2 separate regions of the Zea mays genome follow, and region 2 is linked to region 1. Evidence: chromatin contacts called from public Hi-C data. All regions are on one chromosome and are shown on one strand. Each heading gives the region's core, a stretch centred on a gene start, on an enhancer-like site or on the middle of the called end of the contact. The rest is flanking DNA. Distances are from core to core; before and after follow the strand shown.

The links. A called contact is a pair of places that touch in the nucleus more often than the background predicts.
Region 2: a contact with region 1 is called in a Hi-C map of endosperm, with 2.9 times the contacts expected there. The contact joins the enhancer-like site here to the promoter of LOC542316 in region 1. A contact is called at or near these places in 4 of 25 Hi-C or Micro-C datasets (ear, endosperm, leaf and 1 more).

What each region holds. Positions count from the first base shown.
Region 1 is chr1:127,129,517-127,136,664 of Zm-B73-REFERENCE-NAM-5.0, forward strand. LOC542316 (enolase 2) reads right to left here and starts at 4,093. Exons shown (of 18, transcript NM_001401213.1): 1 at 4,042-4,093; 2 at 3,736-3,910; 3 at 2,841-2,904; 4 at 2,629-2,693; 5 at 492-539; 6 at 281-367; 7 at 93-173; 8 at 1-2. The coding sequence starts at 3,804.
Region 2 is chr1:127,262,206-127,269,353 of Zm-B73-REFERENCE-NAM-5.0, forward strand. No RefSeq gene overlaps it. Among protein-coding and RNA genes, the nearest start is that of LOC103638479, 8.6 kb to the left of the region's middle. Within about 2 kb of position 2,861, at least 17 of the 20 cell types and tissues checked have an H3K27ac peak or open chromatin away from gene starts, as enhancers often do. A contact at or near this core is called in ear, endosperm, leaf and 1 more, where this site is marked.

The DNA of each region.
Region 1 (7,148 bases), core at 2,843-5,342:
TGCTGCAATTACAAAATATAAAAAATTAATAAGAGATTAAATAGTTAAAACTGAATAAACTAAGAGTACTACTAATAAAGCAAGATAGGAACCTGGTATAAAGGAATCCTCTTGATGCTAGCCCCAGCTTTGCAAACAGCTAATGACACAGCCAGAATCGCATTAGCACCAAGCTGGATATACAAATCATGAAAGCCAACTGTTAAACAACAATTCTGCAACTGGAAAAAAGAAGAGTTCTTTCACTTCCACGGTTTCATACACTTGGATTAGATAATACCTTTTGCTTGCACCATCCCCACTCATTTTTGGTCCCATCAAGTTGTTGAACCATGAAGTTATCAATCTCAGTCTGTGCTGTAGGGTCCTGCAGACCAAACGGGATATAAGCAATGAATACCGCGTTTAATAATGACTATAAGAATAGAACGAGAGACTATAAGAATAGAACGAGAGACTATAAGAATAGAACGAGGGAACCGGTTGCAAACCTTGCCAATCAGAGCAGGTCCAATAACAGAATTCACATTGTTCACAGCCTGAGAGAAAAAGGATAAGTTAAACAAGTAAAGAATGAATTTAGCAAAATGCTACAATATTCATGTTTGCAGCATTGTACAGGTACCAAGATTTACAATTGCAACTCATGTTCTGGAATATAAATTGTATTTCTGCTGATTTGTTCTATGGAAATTTGGGCATGGTTATGGGCCAATGTGAGCCAAGTCAAATGTTTGGCCAGCAGCAGGACTTGGCTGCTGTTTGGTTGCATATCAAGCTGATTTGGCCAGGCCACCACTGTTTCCCACAGGTGAGGTGGCAGACACACATTGGTTGCATGCAGTTCAAAATTCTTGGATTATAAAACTTCAAATAATACCATCAGTCAAAGGTATGTCTGATTTGCGATTAGCTTTCTTGATGGTATTCCTTGTAATTTTATCCAACAGGGCTTTCAATGAGGAGAAAATTATTGATATGACAATCGTGGCAAGACTTGGCATGGTTGCCATCCAATGTCATTTATTCTGAACCTGTCCAAATTGTCTTGGCCTTGACCAAAGTTTGGCACAACTACTAGGGGACACAAACCAAACAGAGCCTTGGCAAAGGTTCGATTGATTTATTACAAAAACTGAAGTTTATCAAATCATGAATGACCTTAAATACCCATTGACATACTTGCTTAATTCCTTGTAAAACATTATTTTAAAAAGGCAGGTATGCAGGCCATTGATTTCAGCTACCAATTATGAATAATTTTGGGAAAGATAATGCCTAAGAATCCGTTTGGCTGGTATTTTGCCGGCCGTTGCTGCAGCGTTTTTCACAGTAATTTGTGTCATAGAATCAGAAAAGCTGCAGCCTCCGTTCGGCTGCTAATAATAGCTTCCGAACGGATTGTAAAAGGCATGCATTGATGTGGTTTAAAAGGCATGTGTGCTATGATATCAGCACACGTTTCATTATGGCACTTTAGGCATGTTTGGTTCGTTACCTCAATTGCCACACTTTGCCTAACTTTTCTGCCTAAGGTTAGTTATTCAATTCGGACGACTAACCTTAGGCAAAGTGTGGCACATTTAGCCACAAACCAAACATGCCCTTTGTCTAGCAATATCTATTAAAATATATCATCTGAAGTGTTCACTTAAACGCATGTTAAGACCACCTCGACAACTAGGGATGAACACGGAAATTGAAGATCCCATTTACCAGGAATCATTTCTGAAAAAAAAAGGTAACATCATTTATGACCATTTCCAAAGTTTTGATTATCTAATTTCTATAAGCACCATTTTGATAGTCTCTAAATAGTTTCAACTGTAAATATGGTGAGTTCCCAATGGACTGAGGATCATTTCCATACAAGACATGGTTACCGACCATTTTCAGCCAAATACACAAGGTGTACATGATTATGTTAAGACACTTATGTCTATCATTCAGACGATATGGACCTGCAACTAGGACAATTTGTCCAATGATCAGTCAATATTAATCATGTTATAGGTAAACATCAGTCTAGCGTGATGAATCTAGTAGCACCAATCTTGTGATGTCAATCTATTTGATTTTTTTCTGCTCATAACAAAGCTACTCCCTCCATTCCAAACTATGACATGTTGGTTTTCTGGGTACATATTTCTGCTATGCACTTAGATGTACACTGTTTAGACTAGATGAATGGTAAAAACAATGTATCTAGAAAAATCAAAATGTCTTATAGTTTGGAACCGAGAAGTAAAACAGAACGCCACAAGTACTCTATTTGTAATAGAGAACATAGGATCAATATGGCAAATCAAACCACAAAGAAACTGAGAAAATAAGTAGGCGCTCTAGATACAAGTTTTAGCTTACAAAACAAAATATGACAGTGCACACCTAGCTGTAAACTTAGGATAGACCACTGCATGGGTCATTGATCAAATCACTACAAGCAGCTAAATACCTAGATTTCAATAGTAACCAATGTTAATAACTTAGCATACATAACTAGAAACATATGTGCGTGCAGAGACTTGCAAGAGGTGAGCAGATTATTTCTACAGTTAACATAATCTTTACAACAGAAGATCAAATTAAGTTATTAATTAATAACAAGCAGTCAGCTATAAGATAAACCTTGGAGACACCCTTCCCCAAATAGTCAGAGCCACCATCCCTCAACTCCAGAGCTTCATATACACCTGTAAACAGGACAACATCACTATCAGCTACTGCAAGACATAAGATAGACCTTAAGGATTAGAGGATATGCTCAAAACATGGAAAGATGTAAAGCAAAAGCAAATGAGTAACCTGAACACTACTAATATTATTCCAAAATAACCCACCAGTTGATGCTCCACTGGGAACAGCTGCCCTTGCAAAGGTTCCATCTGAGCAAAACACGTCGACCTGGGGCATAAATACAATGATAAAACTAATAATATTAGCTATCCAGCTTACAGATTTAACCAAAATTGTCCAACACGTTTCATTTTGGCACAACAATGGAAGAAAACTGAATCAATTATACAATAAATTGGCAAATTTTAATGCAGTTTTTTAGTCAAAAGCATGGACCATAACTACCCAGAAAGAAAGAATCATTTCGAACTGACAGTAAAGATAACATAATCTGCTGTATCTCGCAAACAGGTGACAAGTGGGGACAGAATACCGTACCAGAGACCAACCAAGTTCAGTAACATCATTCATCCTTACTGCTCCCTCTGCCCCGTCCCAAAATAGTGGTCATTACGGTATTCGTGCCAGTAAAAATTTCTTAAATTTCACTAGATCTGTAGAAAATATTAGCAATATTTGTATCTCCAAATAAGTTTATTTATGAAAATAGATTAAGACCTATCTAATGATACCAATTATATACTATAAATATTATTTTTTATTTTTTTATAAATTTGGTCGAAGTTAATTGGAAAGAATGTTTGAAAATGACTAATATTTTAGCAGAGAGAGAGTACTTCGATACGAAACCGAAGAGACTACAATACACATCGCCCAGTTCCACGGATCTACATCCTACCCACCACGTAAAACCCTCAAACCCTCAACATTTAAACGGTCTAAAATTTGTCCACTTTTAATTTAAAAAATATTCCAGAAACCCAAATCCTGTAGCGAGATCAGCCAGCCGCGCAATATGACAACACCGTGGCGAGATGGACCAATCCGATCCGACCAGATAGAAGTAGATACGGGGTGGATAAGCCAGCAGGTCCGCACCTCGACTGTAGGGTTGCCGCGGCTGTCAAAGATCTGGCGCGCCTTCACGGATTGGATCGTCGCCGCCATCGCCGAATCTTCAGAAAAAACTAGTCCGCGGAAGGAAGATGGCTTTGGGAGAGAGGGCTTTAGGGCAGACCGCCGTTTTTTATAGACTGGCGCCCTAAAGTGGGACCTACCGAACGAGGTGTGGACATTCGGGTTAAAAAAAAATTAGGTCAGGTAACTCAATTTTGCAAAATTTGAGTTTTGAAAGTAGATATATGATGAATTGTATCCAAAATAAGTATCTAAAAATTTGGGTACCGGAAAATTGGATTCGGATTCGGATAATCCTGAATTAACCGATTAGAGTTAGTGCAATACTCACTAGTACTCACTAGGTCAATTAAATAAAGAAATGCTATGTAAGAAGATACATACCTAACGCTCTGTTACTCTTGGGGCCTTTAGTCCAACATATGTACTACTTATTAAGACACTAAGGATAGTCTATCATTTCGTGTTCTGTCATTCTTATTCCCTCCTTTCGCGTTCTACCATTCTCATTCTCCTCTCCGTACAGTCCATTCTTATATTCTGCCACTATTTTTTGTTCTGTCATTCTCATTCCTTGTTGCATTTCTCATTCTCCCGTCCCCGCAAAACTCATTCTCATTTCCATATACATTCCACGCCTAGCTAAAATTAAATTAAAAAACATAAATGGCCCTAAGGGGATTCGAACTCGAGACCACTTGGCTACCACTACACTACATGTGTGTTTATATCTACATCTATTATAATAAAAACATCTACTACATCTCTCACGAAGCCCACCTGCTACCATTGCACATGTGTAGCAATAGATAAGTATCACCGAGATTCTTGACTTATATTTTTGGATGGAGGGAGTAGTATTTTAAGAAGAGCTTTGCATGCAATTCCTTTTGTTTGAATAATGTTTTCAACTTAAATTCTTTTTTTTGCATGTGTGACATTTTTCTCCGTAATATTTTTTCATGGATCTGACTTTGAGTCATTTTTATAAACCAACGTCAAAAATGAATCCATGTTTCTTACTTGGAAACCCCGAACAAACACCACTAGCAGGAGGCGCTCGCGTTGGCGTCGCTCATCGACGATGAGAAGAAGCTTGGCGACTGTCAGTTCGACCTCTCGAAGCAGTCCTACGTGGCCGTATGCGTCGCTATGTACGGCAACCTCCAGCGCAGCCGCCGCTTGAACACGGTCCAGAGCGGTTGCACCGTGCTTTCCATCGTCAAACAGGGGGACCTCATGGTCGTCGCCAACGCCGGCGACTCTCGTGTTGTTCTGGGCACCGCATCCGACGACGGCGCCATCACGCCGTCCAGCTCATCATCCACCTGAAGCCCGACCTGCCACGTAAGTCGCTACTCACCGGCCATGAATTCTTGTGCGCTGGGACGAGGGTCGTTGCTGACATTGTGTGAGTGTCCTCAAACAAGATGTATGTAGAGGAGTAGCACATCCGGTGGTGCAACGGCTAGGTGTACTACCTCACTAATGAGCACAGGGTGCACTTCGTTTGGCAGCCCAGCCAAGAGTCATCGGTACTCGCCATGTCGCGCGCGTTCGACGACTACTATATCAAGGATTGTGGTGTCATCTCGGCGCTGAAGGTGACGCAGAGGAGGACCGACAACAATGACCACTCTTTATCGTCGGGGTAGCTTTTGTGCCGGCATGTCTTTAATTCTCTTCGCAACACACACACTTGCCTTTTTATTTAAGCAAGCGTGTATGGTGGTGCATGTTTGATGACTAACGAGGAAACTTCTACCGGCAGGTGTGGCACGTGCTCTTCAATGATAAGACCATGCAAATCGTGGCATATATCGAAGTCTGCATGATACTGATGGTTGCAATGTAGTAGTGAAACAACTGAATTAAAATAACAAAATTTATGTATGACACATTTTGTATATAAGTTATCATGATATTATATGTTCCCGTTGCAACGCACGGGCACTCACCTATTATATATATTGCTGCCATTCCGTGTTCTGTCATTCCCATTCCCTCCTTCCCCGTTCTACCATTCTCATTCCCCTCCCCGCACAGTCCATTCTCATGTTCTGCCACTACTCTCTGTTCTATCATTCTCATTCCTTGTTGCCTTTTTCATTCTCCCATCCCCGCAAAGCCCATTCCCATATACATCGCACACCTAGCTAAAACTAAATTAAAAAACATAAATGGCCCTTAGGGGATTCAAACCCGAGGCCACTTAAGCAAATGTGCTCGTAGCTACCACTACACTACTGAAAGTCGCCTAAAGGGGGTGAATAGGCAAAACTGAAATTTACAAACTTAATCACACACTACAAGCCGAGTTAGCGTTAGAATTAAATACGAGTCCGAAAGAGAGGGCGAAAACAAATCACAAGCGAATAAGAGAGAATGACACGGTGATTTGTTTTACCGAGGATCGGTTCTTGCGAACCTACTCCCCGTTGAGGTGGTCACAAAGACCGGGTCTCTTTCAACCCTTTCCCTCTCTCAAACGGTCACCTAGACCGAGTGAGCCTTTCTCTTCAATCAAATGGGACACTAAGTCCACTACAAGGATCACCACAACTTGGTGTCTCTTGTTTTGATTACAAGTGAGTTGAACACAAGAAATAAGGAAGAAGAAAAGCAATCCAAGTGCAAGAGCTCAAATGAACACAAGTATCTCTCTCTCACTAGTCACTATTTGATTGGAATGATTTTTGGACTTGGGAGAGGATTTGATCTCTTGTTTATGTCTTGTATTGAATGTTATAGCTCTTGTATGAGGTGTGAAGGCTGAAAACTTGGATGCAATGAATGGTGGGTGGTTGGGGGTATTTATAGCCCCAACCACCAAAGGAGTCGTTGGTGGAGGCTGCTGTCGCATGGTGCACCGGACAGTCCGGTGCGCCACCGGACACTGTTCGGTGCGCCAGCCACGTCACCCGGCTGTTGGGTTCTGACCGTTGGAGCTTCTGACAGCTGGGCCACCGGACAGTCCGGTGCGCCTTCTGGCTCTGCTCTGACTTCTGCGCGCACTGTAGCGCATTAACTGCTCGTTGCAGACGACCGTTGGCGCTGTGTAGCCGTTACTCCGCTGGCACACCGGATAGTCCGGTGCTACACCGGATAGTCCGGTGCTACACCGGACAGTCCGGTGAATTATAGCGGAGCGGCTCCTAGAATTCCCGAAGGTGAGCAGTTCGGAGTTGGGTTCCCTGGTGCACCAGACAGTCCGGTGCGCCAGACCAGGGCACACTTCGGTTGTCTTTTGCTCTCTTTGTTTGAACCCTTTCTTGGTCTTTTTATTGGTTTATTGTGAACCTTTGGCACCTGTAAACTTATAGTCTAGAGCAAACTAGTTAGTCCAATTATTTGTGTTGGGCAAGTCAACCACC
Region 2 (7,148 bases), core at 1,611-4,110, 130 kb after region 1:
ATGGAATTCACCACTCTTTCCTTGTCCTCGGTCCAACATCGCGCGACCCAATTTGACTTCCTAGCGCTGACAACCCGGGCCACTCTCCTGCCGTCTCTCCTGCTGTGCGCGTGATCGTGCCATCACTGCTAGGGCAGGCCCGCAATTCAGCCATCTCACGCACGTGTTTTTCCAAAGCCTCTTACGCGTGGGCCGCCTGGGTCAGTGACCTTTGTGCCTCGCCTTGGTTCCTACGACCGCAGACATGTGGACCCCCCCAGCACGGGAGCTTCTTCACCTTGTTGATCGGCACGGACTTGCGGCCGTCACATGGTTGTTATGGCCAAATCCCGGCCGAGATCTTCACTGGGCTATAAAAGCCAAAGCCACATCCCCTCCTCGACTCACAACCCATGGTCGATGTTGCGCCCCCTTGGGACCCTGTGCCCCGCCATGGATCCTAGAAGATCCACCATAGTCACCTCTCCCGCTAGTCGTCGTGGGGGTATTGCTCGTACGCTGTCAATCCAAACCAAGGTGATAGCATAGGAGCTTCGCCGGGGAACGTGGAAAGTTTTCAAAGCATATGCGCGTGCGGTGTGCGTCGGAGTTTCGGGAATTCGTCGCTAGACTTGGGCACCACCATGGGTCCGCCGCGGGCAGAACACCTGCGCACGCCATCCTCGGTGGGTATCGGCTCTATCATCTCAAATTGATGCACACTACGAATTTAGCTGTTTGATCTGGGTCATGGGGCGTGGTGACGGGTGCTCATTGGGATCGGAAATGGCGCCGCCGTGGTGGCCGCTTGCGCCGTCTCTTTTGTGTCGGGGAGGAAGAAGTGGGCGCGACAGTTGGATCTCGGAATTGCGGCTCCGATCGGATCTGGCGATGGTTGATCGGTGGTCGTTGATCTGCGAATGAACGCGCAGGATTAGAACAGCTTACCCCTTCGCCTCATGAATTAACGACCGTAGATCACGAATCCAATGACCACCAACGAGTACCGATTAAGCGTATGCTAAATCTAATCTGGGCTCTAGAAACCAGATCGGACGGCCGAGATTCACGCGTACCCCTTTGCAGAACCCTTTTTTCTAAAGAACCCCTCTGTTTATGGGAAATCAACCCGCCGTCCATCATAATTCAAAGAAGTGTTACAACTAGGCCCAGAATTTTATAACAGTGACCTTGTGTTGCCTGATAATTATGTGCCTAGTCTAGTGACTTAAGAAAGTAGGAAAAACAATATAGAAAATACTTTTCTAGCACAAAAATAATTCTAGAACTTGTGTAATTCCTAGAAAATCCATTTTAGCTCCAAATTGACCCATTCCAGTTGCAATAATTTTGTATTAATATTGTCTATCAACTAGTTTTGTTCATTTGAAATAAAATTGTTCATTTGATTAATCTATTCTAAGTGCTTAATAACTTCATAAATTCATAACTTAATAATCGTAACTCCGAATTTAGTGATTCTTGTTCCCACGATCTCGTTAAGACGCGTAGATTATTATTACACATCTTATTCTTATATTTGGTGTGATGTTAATTTTGCTTATACCATGTTTGTCTGTATTGCTACGTTTAGCAGTGAGGACATGTGTCATCTAAAGAGCAAGTTGGTACATGAAATCTCAAGTCCCTGGCAAGTTGTGCCCTTGATCACTTCTCTTTACCCACTCATGTTCTTATTAATCATAATGATCTGCATAGGTTAATTTTTATGGGACCCAATAGGTTACCCTAGTTTGACTATATTTATACCTTGTTTACCACTGAATTCTTGGGTAGTACCTGCTATTGCTTTATGTGGTTTTGGGTATGGAGATACACATTATTCATTATCATACTTTTATTATCAATTGTTATGGGACGCCCTTGGCTGACTAATTAGGAAAGCTAGTGGAGGACTACCTTACCCGAAAGGGGCAGGGGCAGTAGGGGAGTGGTTAGTGTAGGGAGGCCCTTGGGTTGATTTCGCTGCGATGGCGGTCAGGTGAGATGTCCCTGCATTGGAGCTTCCTAGAAACTGTAGCGGGTTTTCTGAAGCTAGTGGAACTTTGTAAAGGCCTCGTAGTGGTACCCTGCCTCGCTTCCTTGGAAGAGGTGTATGGGGTCCGATCAACACCGTGGCAAATGGGTAACACGATGTAAGACATAAATTTGGTAGAAGAATATATGTATCATAAAATAACAAAATAAAGAAATAAAAATGATAGTGTTCCTAAAAATTGTTAAAATCTTTGACATTCCTTGTTCGTAATCAACTTAAGGAATTAAAATATTCATATAAAAATGGGCATCTCATACTTATAGATTTGGGGTGGCACATTCTATTGAAATAAGGAGTCATAATTTAAACTTGGCCTCAAAACTTTGAATGAAAACATAAAATAGAAATTGAGGAAAGAAATTTTAATGAAGTCATTTAAGACCTTTTCATATATAAATAATGGAGAAATGAATAAATAATAATATTATAAACAGTAGAACATATATTCACATTAAGTTTATATTTGAGAATGGGAATTGGAAATTCAAAACAAAAAGTTTCAGCAGGTTTGAACTTGGAACTAGAAACAAATTTGAAGATTAAATAGGAGTTACTCTTTATTATTTGTTTTGGAGCACTTAATTAAAGGAATGAAATAATTAAATATGAATAAACTAAAAATTTCGCAGGCTGGAGATTTCATTGTGCATTAAAATAGAATTTTGAAAACATAACTCGGATTTAAATTTGAAATTTGTAACTCAAAATGAAATAAGAAAAAGAGTAAAACCCTGCTGGGCCTGCTACCTCGTTTTAGGCCCATTCCCAACCTCCACCGCCGCGCCCCAGCTCATTTCTCTTCCATGGTGTCACCTACGCGTGGGGCCGCGTGGTCAGTCGCTCACTGGAGTATGCGTGCTGTTGTGCAATCACTGCCGTGTGGACCATCCATGTCAGCTCGTTCCCTTTCCTGAAACAGAACGCGAGAATTTCTCTGCGCACACCGTGGGAATCGCAGGTCTTCTGCCGGCCGCCGCAATCACGTGCCCTCGCCCCTATTTAACCAGCCGGGCCCTCGCGATCTCCTCTCTCTCCTCTCTCTCCCCTCTCCTCTCATCTTCTTGCGCCACACATAAGCATTAGGGACGCCGCTGCAGGGACCATGGGGGTGGGCGAAGGTCCGCCGTCGTGGGCCTGCTCGTCCACCGGCATTGGGACACCGGTGACCATTTGTGGGTGCTTGGCCGGGCGTGTGGTGAGTGGTAGAAGAATTGTGGTGCGCGCGGGTTCGCAGTACCCTTGGAGTTCGTCGCCGGTGATCGGGCGTATTCCGCCATCCACACCTTACCGCGGCCGGCTATGTCCCTGTCGTTTCTGTCCGAAAGGTACCACGTCATGTATTCCTCTGCGTGTAGGTCGTTTGGCACTCGAGTAGTTTGCACGGAGTTCGAATTTGGGGAATTCCGGTGATAGCTCCGCTGTGGGCAGGGACGTTAGGCCGTACGACCGCGATGAAATCCCATTGTTGTTGTTCCCGTTGATATCTGCTTCATGTAGCACATGTTAGAAGGAGTGGTTGAGCGCCAGAACACCAGTTCCGTGATCGCCGGTGGGGGCTCCGCCGGGTAGAGCGCGGCGCCGCCGCCTGGCGTCATTGGGAGGAAGAAACGCGTGCGTCGCAGATCCGCGAAGGAAAGGTGGAGATTAGATTGTCACCTACCCCTTTCATGCAACCAACCACGACGTCGATCGAAGATTGTGCGGACAGGATTAGATCTCAGTGTTTTATATCGGGTGCGTCGATGTGGGATCCAACGGTAGCGATTGAGTACCGGTTCAGATGGGTTAGATCTAATTTGATCCGTTGGATCTAGATCTGAGGGTATGCGTAGCGTACCGATTCAGTGTGGTGGCCGATCTAATCTGGGTCGTCCAGTGAGGATCCGATGGCCAGATTTCTTGCGTACCCCTTCGCGGGTACATCTTACTAAAGAGCCCCTGATGAATTAGACAATAAACTCGCAGTACCCCCACTGTGTTCTGAGTCTGCAGGGTTTTGCAGATTAAACCCCCGACTCTCTGGATTTTGATGCGTGGCCTGAGAATAAGGAAACCAGATAAATAATATCATAAATTGATTTTCAACACAAAATAATTATAGAAACTTGTAAAATTCATATAAAATTCATTTTAGCTTCTTTTCAGTTCATTCCAGTTCCTATAATTTTTTAATATTATTGTTTATCAGTTAGTACCACTGTTTTGACATGAAAGTCACATTAAAATTTATATCCCATTTAATCTTGTACAAAACACATGGAATCTTTAGAAATTCATAAATTAAAATCTATAACTCCGATTTTAGTGGTTCTCGAACCCGCGATCTCGTATCTTCGCGTATATCATTTTTATTTAGTTTGTACTTATGTTTGGTGTGATGTTAATTTTATCTATAACATGTTTGTTTGTATTGCTACGACTAGCAATGAGGTCACGAGGATCTGAAGAATCATCTTGGTACCTAGAATCTCAAGTGCCAGGTAAGTTGTGTCCTTGATCACTTCTTTTTACCCAGTCATGTTCTGATTAATCATAATGATCTGCATATGTTAATTTTGATGGGACCCAATAGGTTACCATATTTTGACTATCTTTATACCTTGTTTACCACTGAATTCTTGGGTAGTACCTGCTATTGCTTTATGTGGTTTTGGGTATAGAGATACATATTATTCATGATTATAATTTGTTATCTGTTGTTATTTACTGTTCATGTTAAGATCATTATGTTAATTGGAACATGGAGAACCACCCAGGAAAACAATGCTACCACAAGGGTGGTATGAGACGCCCTTGGCTGACTAATTAGGAAAGCTAATGGAGGACTACCTTACCCGAAAGGGGCAAGGGCAGTAGGGGAGTGGTCAGTGTAGGGAGGTCCTTGGGTTGATTTTGCTGCGATAGAGGTCAGGCGAGGGATCCCTGCATTGGAGCTTCCTAGAAACTGTAGCGAGTTTTCTGAAGCTAGTGGAACTTTGTAAAGGCCTCGTAGTGTTACTCTACCTTGCCTCCTCGGTAGAGGTGTATGGGAGTGGCCTTCTCTTGGCAGATGGGTAACATGACTTGTGGGTAAAGTTGTGCAACCTCTACAGAGTGTAACACGGGTATATCAGCTGTGCTCACGGTCATGAGCAGCTCGGACACTCACATGATTAATTTATGGAACTAAATTCAATTTGTCATATGCATTGCATCGCAGGTGATGTTGTTACTTTTATTCTACTACTTAATTGGGTTGGTATTTACTTATACTTAGTAACTGCTAATAAAATTTTGACCAACTTTAAAAGCAATGCTCAGCTCTAACCACCCTCTTTGGTAAGCCTTACACTTCACATGAGCTCCCACCTTTGGCGAGTTCATGCACATTATTCCCCACAACTTGTTGAGTTATGAACGTATGCGAGCTCACTCTTGCTGTCTCACACCCCCACAGGTCAAGATAAGATGGATCTTTGGGTTGCTGGACCGTTGTCTCCTTATAATGTAAATTATTTATTTATTTTGTACAGAACTCCTATTATATAGTAAAGATGTGACATTTGATCCTATGCCATGATTCATCATATGTGTGAGACTTGGTCCCAGCACACCTGGTGATTATGTTCGCGCCTGGGTCTTGGTGCCCGTTAAATCCGGGTGTGACAGAAGTGGTATCAGAGGAATGTTGACTGTAGGACAAACCTAGATAGAAATGGACATAACCATTACCTACTTATCTTACTCCGATTCTTTCTAATACTTTTCTTGATCCTGTCTCACCTTCTACTGTTCTACTCTGATTAACCTTACATTTGCTACTCTGATTCTTTCCTAAACTTATCTTAATCTTTTCTCATCTATTTCCACTTTACTCTGATTATTCTTACATGTTCCTTCTAAAGACAAAAGTGGATTTCACACTTTGAAATCCTGTGCCTAAAAAGACCTTTAGGAATAATAGACCTACTCTTAGGAACAAAAACAAAACTATTTTTATAGGTATCTATACGCTTGAGTGTTTGTTCTTGTGATATTTGTTCGATTTGGATCTTTGATTGAGTGTGATGAGTTGTGGAGTGATGTCCACAATTACATCTGCATATACGTATAGGTATAAATATAAATAAATAAAATTCATGAGATAACTAAACAACTTAGATTATCCTCCATTAAAGAGGGATCTATTTAAAATAGATACACATTAATGGACCCCTCTTAACTTAATGGATTCCAGCTTATCCTAATAGATTCATCCTATGTTACAAAAAAAGTTATCCTCATAAATTGTTTATAAGATAAACTAGATCAACTAAGAATATTCCCCACTAGAATAAGTCAGATAGATCCATCTTATCTTAAAAGATTCTATCTTATCTTAAAAGACTCTCTTATCTTAAAAAGATCCATCTTAACTTAAAAGATTCTTTCTTACCTTAATAGATTCATCTTATCTTGAAAAGATTTTAGCTTATCCTAATAGATCTAACTAATCTCAAAAGATTCTATCTAATTATTAGAGATTCATCTTGTCCTAATAAGCATACTTATCCCCACCACTTTGCTTATCTCAAAATAGTGTAACACATATGATCTATTCCAAAATAAATTAAGTAGATCTTATCTAGTCTAATCTGATTACACTAATTTAATTCTGACCCCATCTAATCAGATCAGATCTAATCTAATGGACAGACATTACACTAGTACCCTACTTCTATAAGCATGTTTTAACCTAAATTGGTGCTCTAGATTAACTAGACCACATACAACTACCTAACTATATGCGACTACCTTAACCATCAGATACTTGCACAACCCCTCTGTTTTAACCTGACAAAGATTCTGACTTACCTACACTATATAATTCATCATATCTCAAAGGATTCTAACACATATTAATAATACATAATCTAGCCTGGTAGATCTATCTAACTTAAATTAGTCTAATCTAGTTAGACCCAATCTAATCTAGACCCTACCTAATATAATATGATCCAATCTAAAGGGTGTTACTCAAACAAGTTAGTTAATACTGGTAACATAGATTATACCATATTCATATGAATGAATTTTAAACCTAAATAGGTATATTTGACCCACTCATCAGTGAAACCACGACCTAGCCTAT